Linked DNA regions of Mus musculus: regions 1 and 3 are each linked to region 2. Evidence: chromatin contacts called from public Hi-C and HiCAR-type data. All regions are on one chromosome and are shown on one strand. Each heading gives the region's core, a stretch centred on a gene start, on an enhancer-like site or on the middle of the called end of the contact. The rest is flanking DNA. Distances are from core to core; before and after follow the strand shown. Region 1 overlaps Pmepa1 (prostate transmembrane protein, androgen induced 1). Region 2 holds the start of Atp5e (ATP synthase, H+ transporting, mitochondrial F1 complex, epsilon subunit). Region 3 holds the start of Spo11 (SPO11 meiotic protein covalently bound to DSB).

Region 1 (4,534 bases), core at 681-3,180, 1.2 Mb before region 2:
TCATTTTTAATGGCTATTCCTCAGCATGTTCCTCCTGCAATTACAACCTAGGCTCTGCACTCTGGGAAAAGGACTGGGTTTATCTAGACAGAAACGCAGCCCCCAGTGCATCTGCCAGGGAAGGGCACAGACCAGGCCCTGCCTGGAACAGCGTGTTCTATTGTTCAGGGACTGAGCGGGAGTGACTTCCTTCTTATCCAGGCTGGACTTGCCCCAAGCTCTCCAGGGATGGAGAAACCAGCTACCACAGCCTGTCTCCTTAGCAGTTGGTCCCCAAAGCCAGAGCAAAAGAGACTTTTATCTAGGGCGCCCCAGGCAGAAAGAGAAAGAACTCACTCACCTTTTGCACCTGGGAGTCCCCCATACATACACCCCGAATCGCCCCATATGTCTGCCCCCACCTAGCCACAAGCACAGACAAAACTAATCAATTACCACACCTTTCTCAAACAGCCCAGCCCTTGCCTAAGAAGCTTCCCCTCCCAATGCCCTGGAAAGCTCTTGGCCAATCAGGCAGACAAAACCTGTCTGGCAGGGTTGTCCTCCAACACAGGGTCTCTGGCCTGAGGGGGAGTGATTAATTATTCAGGGAAAATAGACTTCCAGGGCAAATGAGGCAGTGGGTTCCAGGAACCACCCACAATCCCAGCAGCACCCTTGTCAAGAAGGGCCTTGTGTGAGCTCTCCCTCCACTGCGCTCTGTCTGGAGACCAACCTCTTACCTCATACCCACCCAGGCCCTGGGTCTCATCCATGAACCCTGGGCGGCTGGGTCTGCCTGCCTGTGGCCTCTATCTTCACCATAACCTCAACCTCTCCCTTCAACCGGCCCAGTCGTCCATCACCAGTCTTGGAGCTGGCTGGATGACCCCTCTCTGCCTTCTGCTATCCAAATAGCAGCTGTTGAAGAGTGTGCCAACTGACCTGCTCTCAGCTCCACAAAACTCCCCAGTAACCAAGTCACCCCAAGGCCTCCTGAGATACTGCAGGATCAGGCCCATCCTCAAAGTCTCGCTCCTTCCAGTCCTCCATGGTCTTGGGAGCTCCAGAAGGCCAGGCAAATCCTACCCCAAGACTAGTGGCTCCCAAGACACTGGCTTGGTTGGTGACAAGCCCCTGTGACTCTCCAGCCCTGGGGACTTCTGAGCAATGACAGGTGACCTGAGAAGACAGAGATGACTGGGGACATCACACAGCAGGTAGCCACAGCTCAGCTAAGCACCGCTAAGCTTCTCACTGCCCTCCTTGTCCAGGTAGCCCCCTCACTTTGGGAGCTGCTGTGAGGGCAGCAGGACACGGTGCTGTGGACCGTGCTGTGGGTGGCCTCAGATCCCATTTGAGGGTTGCTGGTCTTCCTCATGCAAGAGCTTCTTCACTTTCTAGTCCTGCTCAGACCAGTTTCCTATCTACCCTCTCTCTTAATTCCAATAGCATCACCACGCTGGGGATGAGGTCTCTGGGCTTGGACTGCATTCAACCCCAATTCTTCAGATAACTGTGCTTAAGGAAAGAAAGACACTGTGTATGTGGTGGCAGTGGCCGGGATGGGGTGTGGGTATGAGGGGATTGTACTGTGCACTTGTGGCAATTCAGCCACACCCCAGGGTCTCCCATCCAGTGCCACTAACACCCTTCACACACTCTTACTTTTGACAACGAAGTCTGCAGACATTGCCAAAGCGCTATGATCCCAGCAAGGTGACTGAGGCTCAAAGCAGTGGGGCCTCTGCTGCTGGAGGAGGAGAGCTGAGGGGGTGGGAGAGGGCGGGGGGGGGGGGCTGCCTCTCCCTGAGCAGCTGCGGCTCTCACATGGTACATGCCAGACCTTCTTGTCACCAATGGGCACAGTGACTCGGCACAGCTGAGGTTCCTGTCTCACTGGGGACTTTTTCCACTTGGTCCTCTCTTGCCAAGACTTCAGACATCCTGGCCTCCTCAGACTGGGCAGAGCAGGCACAGAGTGCCTGGAGTTCCTCTGGCACAGACATGGCCCGACACTGCCTCTGGGCCTTTGTCTTCACTGGCAGCCTGCCCCAGACTTATTGGCACAGGCTGTTGGGTTTTTATTTAGCCAGTGTCAGCTAAGCAGTGCTGGGCCCGCAAACGCTGTGGATGTCAGCTAGACTGGGCTACCCGGGGCATCTCTGTGGGGGGACAGCCTAGGTTTCAGTGGTGGTCTGGTCCCATGCTGGGCTACCTCCTTTGAAGCCACTACCCACCCCTTTCCTGTGTCAGCCTACTTGGGCTCTCCCCAAAAACCCTGACCCTTCAGAATTCAAGGGATTACTCCCCAGAGTGACATGTCTAGACTGGCAGTCTCGATGTGTGACTAAGCTTTGTGTGGTGGGGACAGGGCCTGGTCTCCCCAAGGAGAAATGTTGATTAGGGAACTTGGCGTTATGGAAGACGACTGGGACCGGGCCACTTCTGGGGTACCACACACACTCTCTCCCTTCCTGGGGACAGACCTAACCCAGCACAGGGATTCAGACCTGGGTCTCTGAACTTGGAAGCCTGGGACCTGCCTGCCACTGGTCAGTCCTCAGAACAGCACCCCACACTCTCACAAATGGCTACTCTTATCCCTTTCAGACAAGTGCAGCCAGGCCAGGGGTCTTCCTGAACCTAACTAGAAAGAAGGCAAGAGTTAGGGTAGGGCCCACATGCTGTGACCTCTGGCCCCTACTGACCCTCCCTGGTCACTTAAACCCCAGGAGAGCTCATTCATACCCAGTGGCTTTTCAAGGGGTAGCTCATTTCCCCACGGTCACCCATGTGACTGATCACCCATGTGACTGGTCACTCGCTTCCCTGGCAGCTCACATGGAATCCCATTTCCCTGTGGCTCAGGTGGCTGCCTGCTCCCAATACCACCACCAGTCTGTTTCCCCATGGTCACCTACTCCTCTCGTGGCTATCCACTCCCCGTGGTGACTCCAGGACAGTGCACGCCCTATGATCAGTCCCTCACTCTCATAGCCACTCCCACAACTCCCAATGCCCACCTCCTGCCCTCCTCCAGCCCCTAGGCAGCCACATCTGAGAGTATCTCGTGCAGGACTGGCCCCAGGGACAGGGGCACTTTGCCTTTTGTCCTTATCGTTGGTCAAATTCTTTGAGTTTGGAGTTAAATAAGGAGCTCTCTGTTGTCTTTCCAGTCATAAGAATCAGCCTATTGTCACTGCAGACCGAGAAACACACTAGCCAGCTCTGTCTGGAGTCTGTCCTTTGAACGGTCACTTGGACACACTGTGCTCATGACCACAGCATGATGCTTTGGGGTCTTTTTTTTTTTTTTGGTCCCCTCTAAGTGACTTATTTCACGCACTTCAGTAGAGAGAGGGGTTTGGGGCAGGTCAGCGGTAGAGCACACACTAACTAAGATCCAGGGTACCCAAGTTCTATTCCCCTGTACTCATGTAACCCAAAGTGGTGAGTGCGGTGTGCAACTCTGACCCACTATTCGGGGAAGGAGGGATGGATGATAAGGAGTCTACACTACACAGTCACCAACACAAATCTTCAAATCTTTCCTATCTGCACGGACGCCACAGGCCAACTGAGCACCGTGCACAGCTGGGGAGTCTCCGGCTCCGTCCGACCTACTGTGGGAGACCCGGGACACAGGCAGCTCTGGCTTTGAGGCTCCTTAGTTGGTGAGACATCAGCGGACTCTGTGGAGTGGGCGTGAAGCCCTGTGGCTCATTGTAGAACCTGTGACCTAAGAGCCGTTAAAGGTGAAGACATCAGAGTCCTTCCCGCCCATCTCACGGCCACATCTGAGCTAAGAGCCACAGTGCTCCCCAAACAGTGGCTCGTCCCCAAGGTCTAGACTCTGGCTTACAACACTCTCTCGGGCAGCAGGGCAGGGCGTCTACAAAGACACACACCTAGAGCCCTGGCTTTCCCTGCAGGACTCTGAAGCTGAGGTACAAACTCACCAGTCTCTTGACTGTCAGTCACACTGTGTGTACTTATAGAACCTGAGGTCTGGCGCACAGTAGGTGTTCAATAAGTAAAACACAATTCAAGCACAAAGTGGTACATACAGGAAGGGAGGGGACCTCTCCTCAGCAGGGGAGGAAGGGCTCCATCTCTTCAGACCCTCCTCAGCAAGTCCAGAGTGTTCCTTCCACAGCCGGGGCTGAGGTCCCAGGTGGGTTCCAGCAGCCAGGCCAGGGCCAAGGTCTGATGGGTCTCCTGTGCGCCCCTCCCCTGCTGATGCAAGCTCCTCCCCCTGGGGGGTAGGGTAGGATTGGAGCTTTTACTCAAAGATGGTCTCTACCCTTTGTGAGAAACTGAACAGGTGTCTCCCTTTACTCTCCCCTCCACCCCACCCTCCCCCAGTGGAGAAAAAGACATGCCCATCATCAGGCAGGCAGGGCTGGCCATGATACCTCCAGCTTTGCACTTGATCCACTTGGAGCTTAACGCCACGGAGGCTCAGAAACACTCACCCCACAGCTTGACGCCAGCACTGGCCCCCCACCATACAGTCTTGCACAAATGGGAAGAAAGGATCCTTGCATGACTA
Region 2 (4,420 bases), core at 735-3,234:
GTCCATGCCTCATGTTCCAGACCGTTACATAACTCCAATAGCAATTATAAGGGGGGGGGGGCATCCTCCCAATTACTTGATTTTGTGCAGATAAATGAACCAGGTTTAATTAAAATAAGATGGCTTTCTATCTCAGGGTTGCTAACTGCACTGAAAAATCAATTTGCCAATTACTGTTTGCCGGGGCTGTACAGGGCTCCCCTCCCTCATGCCAGGCGACCTCTACAACCTGCACACTTGGAATGATCACCCCAGTATCCGGCATCATCCAAGCCCACCGCCCACCGAGAGGCAGACGCTCAAACTAAAGTTTTTGGGTTTGGCTTTATGGCACTTTAAAAACTTTAAGAGGCAACTTGTGAGGAAACCAGTGACTCACTCACCAGCTACTCCTTCTTCGAGACTTTCACAATTTTTATGCTGCTGCCCGAAGTCTTCTCAGCGTTCGCTTTGAACTCGGTCTTCAGGGCATCCCTCACTGCTTTTGCACAGATCTGGGAAAACCGGATGTAGCTGGCAAAGTGAGAGAGGATACGAGGCTGGTTACCAACAGCTGGAATGGCGGTGTCATGAGGTGTGATACCCTGGTTTTCTTTCCATAATTTTGGTTGATTACTAAGGTAAAATTGGACTGAAAACTGGGCAATATCAAACAGGATCTATTCAAAGGAAACAATCGGAACTGTGCCCCCCAGATCAGCTGGTACTTGGCTGGGAGGTCACAATTCTTGGCAGTGTATCTTTTCAGGACTTAGTAATTTAAAATAAGGGTTGGTTGGTTTGTTTGCTTTTTTAAGTCCCACAATGTAGGAAAGATTCCCCAGCCCATTTCTGTATTTAATTGCTTTAATTATATTATTCCTACAACACACACACACACACACACACAATTAGGAAAGCTATTTTGAATTAAAAGAGTGCTTTTCATGGTCAACTATTAAAGGCACTGCTGAAAATATTGGATTTTTGCTCTTGTCTATCGTGAAAACACTTCCTAACCAAGGTTTCCAAACTTCTCAGAGAACATCACCAGTAGCAAACAGAGCTCAGAGGAAACTTCCTGTTAGGTAGATGGATTCACCTGTCAACACTATTATCCCAGAAGATAGCACTTTTCACACTTTTTGAAACCAGAGATGGAGGAGTGGCTGGCTGTTTCTCCTGCTTTAAATCTGTTTGGGGAGCTCAGGAGCAAAGGGTTTAACCTGCAAAGCACCGGGGTAAAAATAATAGCTGTCCTTCAAGCGGCTGGGCGCAGGAAAATAAGGTGATGGACGCCATGGGAGATAGTTTAATAAGAGGCATCAACTGTGAGCCTACCGTCCTTTTGTTCTACACAACTTTGCTTGAACTCTGTCGGGGCACTGGGCCTTCAGCCTGATACCCAGAAAGGTGTTCCTCCACCCAGCACACTAACAAGATGCACTCCCTGGAGCAAGGAAACCATGCACCACCACTCCTAGGCCCACAGCTCGCACCCATCACGGGGCCCCTGCAGGGCGCTCCACAGGTTAGAGGGCTTTCACCTTTTTTCACTACTGGGAAAAGGTCACTAAGGTCACACTTGAAAATGAACTTGTGCGCCCCTCCCTCTGCGCAGGTGAGCAAGGTCAGTGTCAGCGTGGCCAGGTCAAGGGTGCTGTGCACTTGGCCGTCACAGCGATCATGCAGGTACTGTAGGCTACCTCTCCCGAGGAGCAGCCACCTCTGTTTAGGGTCCCTGACCCCATGACCCCGCGAAGAGCCTTGTCCACGGCGACGCCATCTTGGAGGGTGGCCGCGTGGCTTGGCCGTCTCGTACGGCCTGGTGACGGCCGGCCAGGCCTTCCCAACGCTTTCTGGGCGTACCTGAGTCCAGCCTGTCGCCAGTACGCCACCATGGTGTCTCGAGCGGGCGCGTCGGGCAGAACCGCTGGGTCGCTTCAGAGTAGCCTCAAACCGGCCCGGCAGCAGGAAGGTCAGGCCTGAGTAGCGGAAGGGGTGGGGTACGCGGACCTGCCAGTCAGCGCCTCATCCCGCCCTTGCCAACCAGGAGCCAATAGGAGCGCCGGTCGCGCCTTGCCCATTGGCCGAGCGGCTACCGGAAGCTGTGGCCGTAGAGACACCTGGGAAAGCGAGGCCGCTGCATGCCGGTCACCTTCCAGGTGCTGCGGGCAGGGGGCGGGGCCTCCTCGAGCCCGCTCTGAGTGACAGCTAATGTTCCTGTCTGCATGTACCCATGCCCAGGATTCCATTTGTACTCAGGCAGAATTCACGATGGAACCACATTGCAAAGTGGAAATGTATATACTTAAAAAAACATCATCAGGGCATCAGACCCTTCCAGAACAGGTGTAACTCCTAGAAACCGTACCTGACACTTTGTCCAACAATGTTAAGTAGTGCTCTGTTTAGCTGGAACATTCATTCCACTTGTCAAACGATTTTTCCTTTACTTTTTAAAAATCTTTTACAAATGTCCAAAGAATTATTAAACTGAGTAATCCTTTAAAGTAGGAAGCTAAGAACTTGAAGTTGTGGTTTTGTATGCATGCTAACTGGTCTCTTCAGGAAAACCCACCCCATAAAAGGCAAAAGGCAGTCACCAGTCACCCAGGCAAAACTGTACACATCAAAGCCAACACCACTTAGACAATCTCTGTGGCTGTTTTGCAGCCATCCTGAGTCCCCACGGGGCGCAATCTTCTAGGACTTCCCTCAGACCATGGTGTTCCTCCAGGCTCTTCTCATCTAATGCCCTGAGTTAAGGTGAGAAGATCTGGGTCCTAGGTGACATGTGTTGTCTCAAATGATGGACAGCTCTTCATGTAATAAAGCTGTTTTGTGGTCTTAACTGCCTCAAGAAGTACTCATATTCCGATAACCTGACATACCATGTCTTAGCAACTACAAACCCATGACATTTATAAGTCAATGTGAAGTGCTCAGAGATGGGAAGAGCTGCTCTTCTGTCTCAGTGTTCTGTTAAGAGTGATGAGACACTCAGGTAATGACTTTATTTTTTCGGTTAACATAACCAGCCCACAGTACAGCATGCGAAATCACAAAGTACAAATTCAAGGAAGGGAATGCCTTTACTAAGTCACAAAATTTGGCAAATTATTATAGTACCCGTTAATACAATAAAATACTATTTTTGCTGGAGTCATATATTACCTTACTGTTAATTTTCACTCCAAAAATATCATTTAAAAGTACCAAATCCAAACACTGGTTTCCAGCAGGGCAGGTTATTTTATATAAATTAATGTCATTTAAATTTTACAGGTTCTCTTTGTAGAGTGAGTCCCTCATGCAGGCAGTTCTGGTTCACAGCAGCGGGCAGCTGTGGACAGGAGGGCGGCTGGGCTCTGCTCTGGTTGGTCCGCAGCCAGGTAGTGTTCCAGTACCTGGAGCTTTAAGAGACTCCAGATCAACACCAATTTCTTCTAAGTACTTAAACAACAACAACAACAACAGCAAACAAACCCGTTAACTGTTCACATGAACACAGCCTCTCCCAGTCTTACATCCTCCCCTCAGATGATCCCTCTGATTTAGAGGTTCTGGATCTTTTGTTTAGATCAAAAGTCACAGCCTTACCCCACCTCATTAAAAAAAAAGATCTACCTAAAATAATTGTGTCTTTTAAATAACAAATAATATGATGCCAGCTTGAGAGTCCTGGAGCCCTGATGCTGCACACCAATTTCCATTGTCATTTGTCCACCAGTGCTGCCGCTGCCGCCATTGGTGTCCTTATGCTTCCTCTTGCTGATGCTGCCAATTCCTCAATCTCAGCGTTCAGTTTATGTATCACCCACTCCATTGCTTCTCGGCCCTTAAAAAGTGCAACGCATTTATTGTTAGCAACAGTGAAGGTGTGACCACGTTTGGTGTGTGTGTGTGTGTGTGTGTGTGTGTGTGTGTGTGTGTGTTACAGGCTAACTAAACCACAGGGACAGATCTCTTGTCCTCGCTGTCTTTCTCTTTTCAGTTATTATTTACCAAATACCAAATGCCTTGAGCAATTGGCTTGATCCAGAAACAAATTTTATTTTGTATACAGAAGATGTTCTCAGAATCGTACAATTGAGTGGCAGGGTGTCTTGCTGACTGACTGGTTAGCTTGGTCACGCCCCTTTTCTTTTTATATCAACACTGTAAATCAATCATACACACACCTTGGAATCTGGTCTTTAACCCCCCCCCCCCCCCAACTCGCCCTCTTCCTTCCCGTGGCTCTACAGTTTCTTGAGGAATGAAGGGGCAGCCCCCACTCGAATGTTCTTTCTGGATACTGCTTGCACCAAGTCCTTCCCTCCTTCTTAACACTTGGCAAAAAACATCAATTAGCAAACCTTCATTAACCCTCGGGCCTGCCTTTACTTTTGCTTTCCTAACAGAATATGATTAACGCTGCCTCCTTGAGTGTTGTGAG
Region 3 (4,119 bases), core at 617-3,116, 1.5 Mb before region 2:
AAAAGGCCACCACTCAGGACAAAGGGCTAGTTCCGCCAGGAAGAACCCTGCAAAATGCCAGCCCACCCTGAGCCAGACCCCTGGAGGCCCCTGGGTTCCCCAGGATCTGACATGAACCTGGCATCAAAGCCTCCCTCTTGGAGAACCGGCTCGCATGCTCAGCCTCGCATGCAGCTCTCAACCTTTCTGAGCCCAGACTCTCCATCCAGAAAATGAGGGTGAGTTTTCCCTACTCATTTCAAGTGTACCTATCTCCTGGTACACTTACCTGAGGTTCGCCCGTTTGTGTTCAGTTGCTGCATCTCCTTGGGCTGAGGGCTTCCTGAGGACAGAGACCTAGCTCCCTCATCCCTCTGGTAACCAGCACTGCATAGCACATGAGAGGCAACAGGAAGGAGTGTGATAATGATAAAGAAAGGCTCTTCACACAGGTCTCACACACACACACACACACACACACACACACACACACACACACACACACACACGCAGTGTTGGCTTTTAGCCTAGGCTCCACTCCATAGTTACTTGGCAATAGCCAGCTGGGCCTGACTCATTATAAAAGGGGTTGCTTGCCCCCTCCTCTCTCTCTCTCTCTCTCTCTTGCTCTCCTGTCCTTGCTCTCTTCCCCTCTTCCCCCTCTTTCCCCATTTCCCTCCCCCCTTCCTCCCCCCCATGTGCTCATAGCCAGCCTCTACTCCTCTATCCCCACCCCCCCTTTCTCTCAACTCCCTTCCCCATCCATGCCCTAAATAAACTCTATTCTATACTACAGAATAGTATAGGGAAGTGTGGCTGGTCCCTCAGAGGGAAGGGATGCCTCAGCATGGGCATGCAGAGAGGAGGCTGTTATTTCTGCCACTAGACTATTAGAAATAAAAACTATCAACTGGGGCCTGTGGTCAGGTGGCTCTCACGGGATCAGTCCCAGCATCTCTCATACACCTTGATTCAAGCCACTTTGGTCCAGTCAGTTTTTTACCTCATCCCAGTCTCTCTTTGTTAAGGATACGGTTCTAAGAGTCAAGGCTCCTCTAGGACTTCAGAAATCCCACCTTCTGCTCTAGAAGGCTCAGAGAGAATAAAGCGAGACATGTCTTACCGTAGGTCTGCAAGGAGAGGAAGTGATATTCACGCTATTAAGGCTTAGGATGGAAATACTATTTTCAGATAAGCAACAACTTTTTATATATTTTTAAAAATTCACTTTTTTTAAAAAAATATTTTTATGTGTGAGTACCACATGCATGCAGGAACCCACAGAGGCCAGAGGGCATGAGGTCCCATGGAAGTGTAGTTTTAGGCAGATATGAGTTGCCTGGCGGGGGTCCTAAGAAATGAATGAACCTAGGCTCTCTACAAGTGCATTAAAATTCTTAACGCCGAGCTTTCCCCAACGACAATCTTCTTAATAAAAGCAAATCCCAAACATGTTTTGGACAGTAAAAAGCCTTTAATCCCGGCACACAGGAGGAGGCAGGTGGAGAGGACCTGGTACAGAGGCAGGAAGCCAAACCAGGCAGAAATGTTTCCCTTCTCCCATACCTATCCCCAGGTCCATGACCGTCCTAGTGAAAAGTTGTAATTATTACCTCCCCAAATGACCCCCCAAAAGAGCTTTGCAAGTATTATTTCCCCTAAGTTATCAGACCAAGAAAACCTCGACCCCAGAGATCTGCATCTGAGAGCTTCATGTCCTCCCTGAAGGGTAGTGTGTGTGTGTGTGTGTGTGTGTGTGTGTGTGTGTGTGTGTGTGTGTGTGTGTGTGTGTTGGGGGGGCGCCTCAGAGGCCCCTGCGCCTGCGCACTCTGCTCCGCGGGCTGTCCCGCGGTCAGTGGTGCAGTGCGCATGCGCGTGGCTAGAGCGCGGAAAGGTTCGCAGGGGCAGGAGGCCTCAGAGCGGCTCCGCATCCGCCATTATGGCGTTCGCGCCTATGGGGCCCGAGGCCTCGTTCTTCGACGCCCTGGATCGGCACAGGGCTTCCCTGTTGGCCATGGTGAAGAGAGGCGCAGGGGAGACCCCTGCCGGGGCCACCCGCGTGGCCTCTAGGTACAGCAGCTCGGCAGGGCCATGGAAAGCCCGGGAAGGTTCCTCGTGGCGCCGAGGTGGCCTCCGTGGGGAGAGCGTCGGAGGCCACGTCCGAGCCCCGAAGTCGGTGCTCCCTAGTGCTCCCTGGTGGTGACCGGGACCCTGTACACACCAGATGTTTTCTAGAATGTTCCAGGCGCCCCGCTCTGGCTTAGTTCCTAGGTTTATCAGTGTCCTTTATAGTCAGAGAGCTTGAGACTTGCTTTGGATTTATGGGGCTTTGTCTTGTTTTGTTTTGTTTGTTTTTGTTTTTGTTTTAAATGAAAGCTGGGCTTTAATTTCAGCACCGGGAGGCTGAGGCAGGCAGGTTTCTGAGTTTGAAATCAGTAGTTCCAGAATAGCCAGGGCTGTTAGACAGAGAAACCCCATGTTGAAAAAAAATTGTGTGTGTGTGTGTGTGTGTGTGTGTGTGTGTGTAAAATAGGTTTGGGAGTGAGGGATAGAAGAGGAAAGAGAAAGTGAAAAGCGTTTACTCTCTGAACTACCACTAATTAATTTCTCAGAACTAACAAGGACATCATCACATTTTAAGTAATTTATAATAAGACTTTTTTTTTTTTAACCTGAAGGGAACAGATGAACATATTGTAAGTAATTTCTTCACAACCAACTACAGAGACTCTCCTACGGTTCACCTGACTATATCTTGACCTTCAGTATTTGTCTCAGCCTATTCCAAACTTTGAAAAAAATTGTGTTAGAAAATAGTAAATGTTTTAAAATCCATTTTCTGATCTATCCCCCCCCCCACATACACACAGTAGAAACGTTGAGAATTGTGTGGTTGTTAAAACTCAACATTTTGCCCATCTTCTTTGTTTAGCTTGGCTTTCCTCCTTAGGCAATGTGCCAATGTTGCTTAAAATGATTGAGATATATATTTTTTTTAAACTGATGGTTTGTGAAATTAACAGCCAGCTGGAGAAAGCTGGGTTCAGTCTTGATATTTTGTGGTAAAGAGGCATGATTTTTTTGTGGCCAAGTGAACTATTTAGTACAAAATTCATTTTTTTTTCTTTTCTTGTAGTGATTAATTTTTTTCCTTTTGAATCATTACAATTTAAGATGGTTAATTTTTAGTCATGATATCAATTTTAGGGCAATGTGCTATAAGAAAGTATGTATGTGTGTGAGAGCGAGCGCGCTTGCTCACTTGCAGGAGCGTATATGTGTGTTAATGTTTCTGCATTGAATTCTTGGGAAGGAAGTTCAAAGCTAGTCTTACATCATCCTCAGTTAAAACATTTTTACAGTAGTATTTCAAGCCAAGTCTGTATTGAAGTTCAGCGACATTGAAGTAAGTTAATGTGAGCAAATAAAAAATGTATTTGTAAGTTATATTAGCTCGTCATTAATGCAAAAGGGTTCTTTGAAAGAGGAATTTACAGGTAAATCTAATTTTTTGTAAGTAAGCGCTATGAGAACAGTTGTTGGAATCCATGCCAAGGTAAGAATTTGGTAAGAGAGATGGTTACTGACATGTGTTTGCAAGGCTTAAAGAGACAAACAGAAGCGAGGAGGGGTGGTCCACATCTGCAATCCCACCATCCAGGAAAGCAAGGGAGGATTGTGGGTTTGAGGCCATTCTGAACTTCATGGTGAGTTCCAGGTTAGCCTTTGCTACCTTGTGAGACCTTGTCTCCAAAAGCAAGACAAAACAAAACAACAAAAATATGATGAAATAAAGAAATTGTGCCAGGTGGTAGATGTCCATGCCTTTAATTCCAGCACTTGGGAAAGAGAGGCAGGCAGATCTCTTGAGTTTGAGGCCAGCCTGGTCTACAGAATGAGTTCCAGGACATCTAGGGCTCCACAGAGAAATCCTGTTGGGGTGGGGATTGGGAGGTTGTCTTTGTATTGATCTGGGAGATGTTACATGGTATAAAATTAGATCTTACTGTGTTTATTGTTTCAGTTCTGAGGTTCTTACAGCTATAGAAAATATTATCCAAGACATAATCAAAAGCTTGGCAAGAAATGAAGTGCCTGCCTTCACAATAGACAACAGATCGAGCTGGGAAAACATAATGT

What was found. A called contact is a pair of places that touch in the nucleus more often than the background predicts. HiCAR-type assays count read pairs that join an accessible place to other places.
Region 1: a contact with region 2 is called in a HiCAR-type map of astrocytes, with 3 times the contacts expected there. The contact joins the enhancer-like site here to the promoter of Atp5e in region 2. A contact is called at or near these places in 5 of 39 promoter capture datasets (cranial neural crest, hippocampal neurons, liver and 2 more) and 1 of 115 datasets of contacts at active chromatin or transcription factors (astrocytes).
Region 3: a contact with region 2 is called in a Hi-C map of B cells, with 6 read pairs. The contact joins the promoter of Spo11 here to the promoter of Atp5e in region 2. A contact is called at or near these places in 2 of 39 promoter capture datasets (the C10 cell line and pre-B cells), 1 of 484 Hi-C or Micro-C datasets (B cells) and 1 of 115 datasets of contacts at active chromatin or transcription factors (large pre-B cells).

What each region holds. Positions count from the first base shown.
Region 1 is chr2:173,255,856-173,260,389 of GRCm38.p6, forward strand. The region is part of intron 1 of Pmepa1 (prostate transmembrane protein, androgen induced 1); the gene reads right to left. Among named protein-coding and RNA genes, the nearest start is that of Pmepa1, 18 kb to the right of the region's middle. Within about 2 kb of position 1,931, at least 139 of the 459 cell types and tissues checked have an H3K27ac peak or open chromatin away from gene starts, as enhancers often do. A contact at or near this core is called in astrocytes, where this site is marked.
Region 2 is chr2:174,462,117-174,466,536 of GRCm38.p6, forward strand. Atp5e (ATP synthase, H+ transporting, mitochondrial F1 complex, epsilon subunit) reads right to left here and starts at 1,985. Exons shown (of 3, transcript NM_025983.3): 1 at 1,849-1,985; 2 at 384-513. The coding sequence starts at 1,880. The coding sequence ends at 387. Prelid3b (PRELI domain containing 3B) reads right to left here. Exons shown (of 6, transcript NM_025531.2): 6 at 2,975-3,820. The coding sequence ends at 3,698.
Region 3 is chr2:172,977,976-172,982,094 of GRCm38.p6, forward strand. It overlaps Spo11 (SPO11 meiotic protein covalently bound to DSB), which reads left to right and starts at 1,867. Exons shown (of 13, transcript NM_012046.2): 1 at 1,867-2,049; 2 at 4,004-4,117. The coding sequence starts at 1,919. It overlaps Gm52538 (a long non-coding RNA gene), which reads right to left and starts at 1,145. Exons shown (of 3, transcript XR_003953974.1): 1 at 1,103-1,145; 2 at 269-366.